2 separate regions of the Mus musculus genome follow, and region 2 is linked to region 1. The links are chromatin contacts, called in public HiChIP or PLAC-seq maps. All regions are on one chromosome and are shown on one strand. Each heading gives the region's core, a stretch centred on a gene start, on an enhancer-like site or on the middle of the called end of the contact. The rest is flanking DNA. Distances are from core to core; before and after follow the strand shown. Region 1 overlaps Ttc34 (tetratricopeptide repeat domain 34). Region 2 has its middle 27 kb from the start of Pex10.

The links. HiChIP or PLAC-seq counts read pairs in DNA pulled down with a chosen protein or histone mark.
Region 2: a contact with region 1 is called in an H3K4me3 HiChIP or PLAC-seq map of forebrain, with 2.2 times the contacts expected there. The contact joins two enhancer-like sites. A contact is called at or near these places in 12 of 39 promoter capture datasets (the C10 cell line, the HPC-7 cell line, cranial neural crest and 9 more), 7 of 484 Hi-C or Micro-C datasets (the 3T3-L1 cell line, bone marrow-derived macrophages, cortical neurons and 3 more), 11 of 115 datasets of contacts at active chromatin or transcription factors (bone marrow-derived macrophages, craniofacial prominence, embryonic basal ganglia and 6 more) and 3 of 9 other capture datasets (adipose tissue, liver and pancreatic islet).

The regions. Positions count from the first base shown.
Region 1 is chr4:154,854,887-154,857,587 of GRCm38.p6, forward strand. It overlaps Ttc34 (tetratricopeptide repeat domain 34), which reads left to right. Exons shown (of 9, transcript NM_172878.4): 3 at 753-1,557. Among named protein-coding and RNA genes, the nearest start is that of Mmel1, 13 kb to the right of the region's middle. Within about 2 kb of position 1,420, at least 95 of the 459 cell types and tissues checked have an H3K27ac peak or open chromatin away from gene starts, as enhancers often do. A contact at or near this core is called in cortical neurons and forebrain, where this site is marked.
Region 2 is chr4:155,039,158-155,041,857 of GRCm38.p6, forward strand. It overlaps a transcript of Plch2 not described here. Among named protein-coding and RNA genes, the nearest start is that of Pex10, 27 kb to the right of the region's middle. Within about 2 kb of position 1,279, at least 28 of the 459 cell types and tissues checked have an H3K27ac peak or open chromatin away from gene starts, as enhancers often do. A contact at or near this core is called in cortical neurons and forebrain, where this site is marked.

The sequences.
Region 1 (2,701 bases), core at 170-2,669:
TTGCTGGGGGCCTCTGCTGCTTCCGGGGCAGACCTTTGGTTCACGTTTTGTGTCCACCCTTGGCTTCTGCCACCAGGACTGGGCAGGGAACACTGGTGGTGGTGGGTTTCTCAACCAGTCTGTGCAAACCGGTTACTTGTTGATGCGCTGGCCTCGGGGATGTGGCAGTGTGCTCCCCACACCCATCCTCAGACCCTGGGGAGTGTCCATAACTGTAACTCTCCACTTAACAATGTGGAGGGGGCAGACACCTAGTCCACCCACTCTTCGGGTAAGGACTTCAGATAACTGAAGCGCCTCCTTTCTGGACCCTCTAACTGTCTCTGTTTCCTACAGACAAGTGCTGAGTTCCAAGAAGGCAAAACAGCAAAAACGTCCAGGAATGGTGACCCTTAAAAGTCAGAGTCGGAACCCCAGCTTCACAGAATGGGCTGGGTGGGGCTACATCCCTGAAAAGGAAACTAAAGCCCATCACTAAAAGTCAGGGCAGAAAGGAATAGAAATAAACTTCCATTTGAGCTGAGAGGTGATGCCTACAAGAGTCACTCTGAGGGAGCAATGCTGGGTGGCACCGGGAGCTGCTGGCTGTGGTGCTGGCACAAGTCCTGTAGCATCACTCTCTGGGTGCCCATGGGCTCGGAGTCATCCTTGTGGTTCTCTGGAGCCCTGGATTCTAGCAGACTTTGGGGAGATGCCCTGAGCTGACATAGCGAGCTGTAGGAAGTCAGGCTCACACCTGTTTCTGTCCCTAGGTGAGCACCTGGCGGCCCTGCTGATCACCCGAGCGGCCGCCACCTTCTTCCAGGATGGACCAGCTGGGGACATGCTGCGGGACCTACAGGAGGCCTTCTGCGAGAGCCCCGCCGGCGCACGGAAGCAGTTCCAGGCCCTGCTGTCCGCGGAGGACCGCGAACGCCTGCAGGCACAGGCGCAGGAGGCCGCGGGCCTGGGCTTTGCCCGCTTCCTGGAGGCTGTGCGAAGCCGCGAGCTGCGCCGGGATGCGGACCGCGAGCTCTTGGTTCCCGTGACGCGCGCGCTCCGCGTCCTGCTTCGCGTGGCACCTGCCCGACGGCGACCAGCGCTGGGCATCCGCCTGGCCGAGTGCCTGCTGCTGGCCGGGGACGTGGCGGGGGCTCGCGCGCAGTGTGAGCGCCTCCTCCGTCCCAGGCGTCCGGGGGAGCGCGCGGGGGACCGCACCGGAGAGCACGCGCCGCTGCTAGCGCTGCGCGGCTTCTGCGCGCTGCACGCGGGCGATGCGCGGCGCGCGCGCGAGGACTTCCAGGCCGTGGTGGAGCGCGCGGCGCCACACGCGGGAGGCTGCGTGCGCGCGCTGTGCGGCCGAGGGCTGCTACGCGTGCTGGCGGGTAGCGCCTTCCTGGGCGCGCTGGACTATGTCACCGCCTGCCGGCTGCGACCAGAGGAGGCGCTGCTGATCGCCAAGGCCTACGTGCCCTGGAACCAGCGAGGGCTGCTGCTGACCGTGCTGCGGGAGGAGGGCCGCAAGATGCTGCTGCGCTCGCCGAGCTACGCGGGGAAGGCTGCGCAGGCGCAGGAGGGGTGAGAACCTGCGCCGCGCCGGAGGTGGGGAAGCTAGCAAGGAAAGTCTGATATTTGCGCTGGGATCCGCTAGATGGCTTCCCTATGCCAAGTTCGGGATCTGGATCCAGGGCTGAGATCTCAGGATCCCCGGTCTCAGAAAGTAGTGCCCTGCGGGCGTTCTCCGCTTAAAGTTAGGAACAAGCTGGAGGTGTTGGCTCACACCTGCAATACCAGCACTTGGGAGATTGGTACAGGAGGACAGCCTGAGCTCCACAGTGAATTGCAGGCCAACCTGGGCTACATACAGAGTGAGACTTTGTCTCAAAAACACAAAATGCAAACAAACCAGAAAGTCAAAATCGAAAGGGGCAGGGAGCAGGAGAAATGGCTTAACAGTTAAGCGTGAGTGCTGATAGCCTAGTTTCCAGCAGCCTGCCTTAGGTAGCTCACCTCAGCCTATAACTCCAGCTTCAGAGGAATTCCATGCCTCTGGCCTTCAAGGGCACTTGCCCTCATATACGTACATACTCACACATGCTCTCACACACAATGTTTAAAATAATTTTCTTGTTTTATTTTTTTAATTTTTTTATTTGCTGGACTGTATGTGTATCACGTGTGTGCAGTGCCAGCAAAAGCCAGAAGAGGGCGTCAGCTCTTGGGAATTACAATTGCGGTCACCAGGTGGATGCTGGGAATCGAACCCCAGTCTTCTGGGAAAGTGCTTTTAACCACTGAGGCGCCTCTCTGCCCTCTCCCCACCACTACCACACACACTTTTTCCTTTTTAAATGGAAAAAAACAAAATCCTTGAACATTAGTTCCCTGCCGTATATAGTTCTGGTTGTTTCTTTTTGTGCATAATGTCTCAAAATGCAGAGTTTTTGCTGAAGCTGAAGCTCGTCCCACCTGCAGTAGATAATGAGTTTTAAGTTTCTCTTTGTTGCTAAATGCATTTGTGACACCTTGTCTCCACAACTCTTTGTCTTAAAGGGGGGACAGGTGTAGCTCTGGCTCAGTGGGCAGCTCCAAGGAAGGGTCTTTGATTTCAATTGCTGCCTCCCCTCCCCTCCCAGACACACGTAACACACTGCTGCCTGGTGTGTGCACCTCCAGCTGCCTAGCCCTCCCCCACCACTGTCAGTCCACACCCCACACCTCC
Region 2 (2,700 bases), core at 29-2,528, 180 kb after region 1:
GTAAATCAAAAAAAAAAAAAAGAAGAAGAAGAAAAGAAAAGAAAAGAAAAGAAAAGAAAAGAAAAGAAAAAAGAATGTCAGCCAGCTAGAGCCAGCATGTGTGGTGGCACATGCCTGAAATCCCTGCACTTGGGAGGCTGAGGCAGGAAGACTGGAGTTCAAGGCCAGCCTGAGCTACAGAATGATACCCTGTCTTGATTTTAAAAACAAAACAACAACAACATCCAGTTCACTTCTTCACAAGGCTGTTCCTCTGCCTTGGAAGTAGGTCTGCGTAGATTATGCATGTGTGTGTAGGTTATATACACATACTCACGAATGTGTATGTATCCATGTATGTGCATGCATCCCAGAGGATCTAGCAAAGAGGAAAGATGAGGTAATACAGGCCATAAGCCCACAGGACGCAGATGAACTGGGATCTGTGGGGGCCTTTCCAGCAGTCTCTGATGGCATGAAGCATCTGCTCCATAGTCTAATCAGCCGGTCAGTCTCTCCAAAGTCCCTCTTATTTGTCATAAGACATGACTCCTCCTGCCATGCCCTGCCCGCTGGGAGCTGATACCCAGCAGGAGCTCAGAAACCAGGTGTGGGGAGCCTGCTCCAATGTGTTGGGGTGGAGACCCCAGAAATGAGCTTGAAAGCTGCAAGGAGAACAGAACAGATGGGGAAGGAAGAGAGGAGCAAGAGCAAGGGGTGGGAAGCTCTGTGCCACGGTGGGCACTGCTGCTCCGTCCTCAGACTCCCGCTTCAGCACAGCCCTGGGAGGAGGGTATAGGCACACACACAGACACACATAGACATCCACACACAGACACACACACATAGACAGACACACACATACAGACACACACACACACACACACACAGACGCATACAGAGGCAGACAGACAGATACATGCACACACACATAGACACAGACATGCACACACAGAACATGCACACACAGACACACACACATGCATATACGCAGACACACACACACATTTGCACATAAGGCTACAGAAGCAGGAGTCTGGGAAAGCTCCTTGTCAGGTTCACCCTCAACCCAGAGAACTCTGGGAGGCCAAGGGGCACTGAAACCCCACAACTCTGAATCCTTCCCCACTGCCCAGCATGGCTAGCCCTTGGCAGGACTGGGTGGTAGAACACGCCTCCTTTGTCCCTTTGTGTTGGGCAGGCAGAAAGGACAAAAGCTCACTCCCGGCTGGCTAGCTGCTGCCACTGGAGACGTCTCCAGGAGCCCTTCCTCCGTCTGCCTGCGATGCTGCCTGTTATACAACAGACCTAAGAATAATCTAAAGGGCGGTCGCAGATGAGCGCCTCGCCCTGGGACCCCTCCAGCTGGGGAGGTGGGAGGAACCACTGGAAAAGGGCTGTGCTCCTTATTCAAGACTCAGTCTGTGTGGAGGCCATGTGCCCTCTGCCCTGTGGCTCCCCCATCTCTAGCACCTGGGAGACCTACTGCATGCAATCCTGGTTCCCTTCCCCATCCACAGCTCAGGGTGACCAGGGAGTCCAGAGGCTCCACGGCCACCTGTGCCTACAGATCTTGGGGTCAAGAGTCCTGGCCAAGAGATGGCAGCTGCAGTTTTGGCTGGACATATTGATGCCTGGGCCCTAGAGGACAACCCGGCAGCCAAGGGCAGACAGAGCCCAGAAAGCTACACTGGGAGCTGCAGTGGTACAGGAAGAGGGGTAGGCAGCACTGGTCTCCAGCCCACTCTGAGGTACGGGAGGTGGCCCGTTCCCTCTGCAGCTCCTCCACTGCAGCAGGTGGCAGGCAGCCTTCAGGTTACTGGCACAAACTCTGGACCAGGCTCACTACCCCTCCCTCCCGGGAGCAGGAGGCAGGGCGGGTGCAATGCTTGGCAGATAATGAAGTAGTCCTGTTAGGTGCAGAGTAACTGAGTCTATACAAATTGGCCCGTAGCTCTTCATCTATTGCAGGCATTAAAAATTAAAATCCAATTACAACTCATATTGTCGAACCTGGCTGCTGCCGATTACAGCAAGCCGAGTGTGGGGTGGGGGATTATTGTAACCTGAACTACTGGTGGTGGTGCTGAGAACCCCAGGCACCAGGGCTTCCTATCCCTGGGAGGGCCTGCAGGAGGCCTCTCTCACTTGTAAGGAGCAAGACCTGCAGGAGTCCCAGGACCCAGAGGCCTAGCCTAAGCAGCAAGGAGGAGAATTCCTACCTAGTTCCCCAGTGGAGAACCCACCCTTACTAAACACTCTCTGGACCCACACCCGGCTGTTACCTAATGGCAATGTACCAGTCCTACAGAGGGTGACACAGAGCAGGCCTGCCTCCGTCTCAGGCTTACTCGGCCTCCTGGATGGGCAAAATTGCAGGGCGTCAAAGCTACCAAACCAACCCCTGGAGCTCCAAATGGCGGGCGCACACTGTCCAGCCACTATTGGCCAACTCCAACCTCTCCTGTCCCAAGAGTGTGAGGGGTCAGCTGTCTTACACTGGACAAGGACACTAAAAGGCTGGGCCTTAGGGAGTCCTCAGGTAAGTTGATGGCACACACTAGCTGCCGCGTGAGTCTCTCTCAGTCTCTCTCGTTCTAGCTAAAATCCAGTCCTTCCTTCCCATGGGGACTTGTGGAGAGTGTGGCTGTGGAATGGGTGCAGAGGTAATGTGTTGGGGTAACCGGGGCCTGGGGAAGGGAAGGATATACAGGTCAGCTT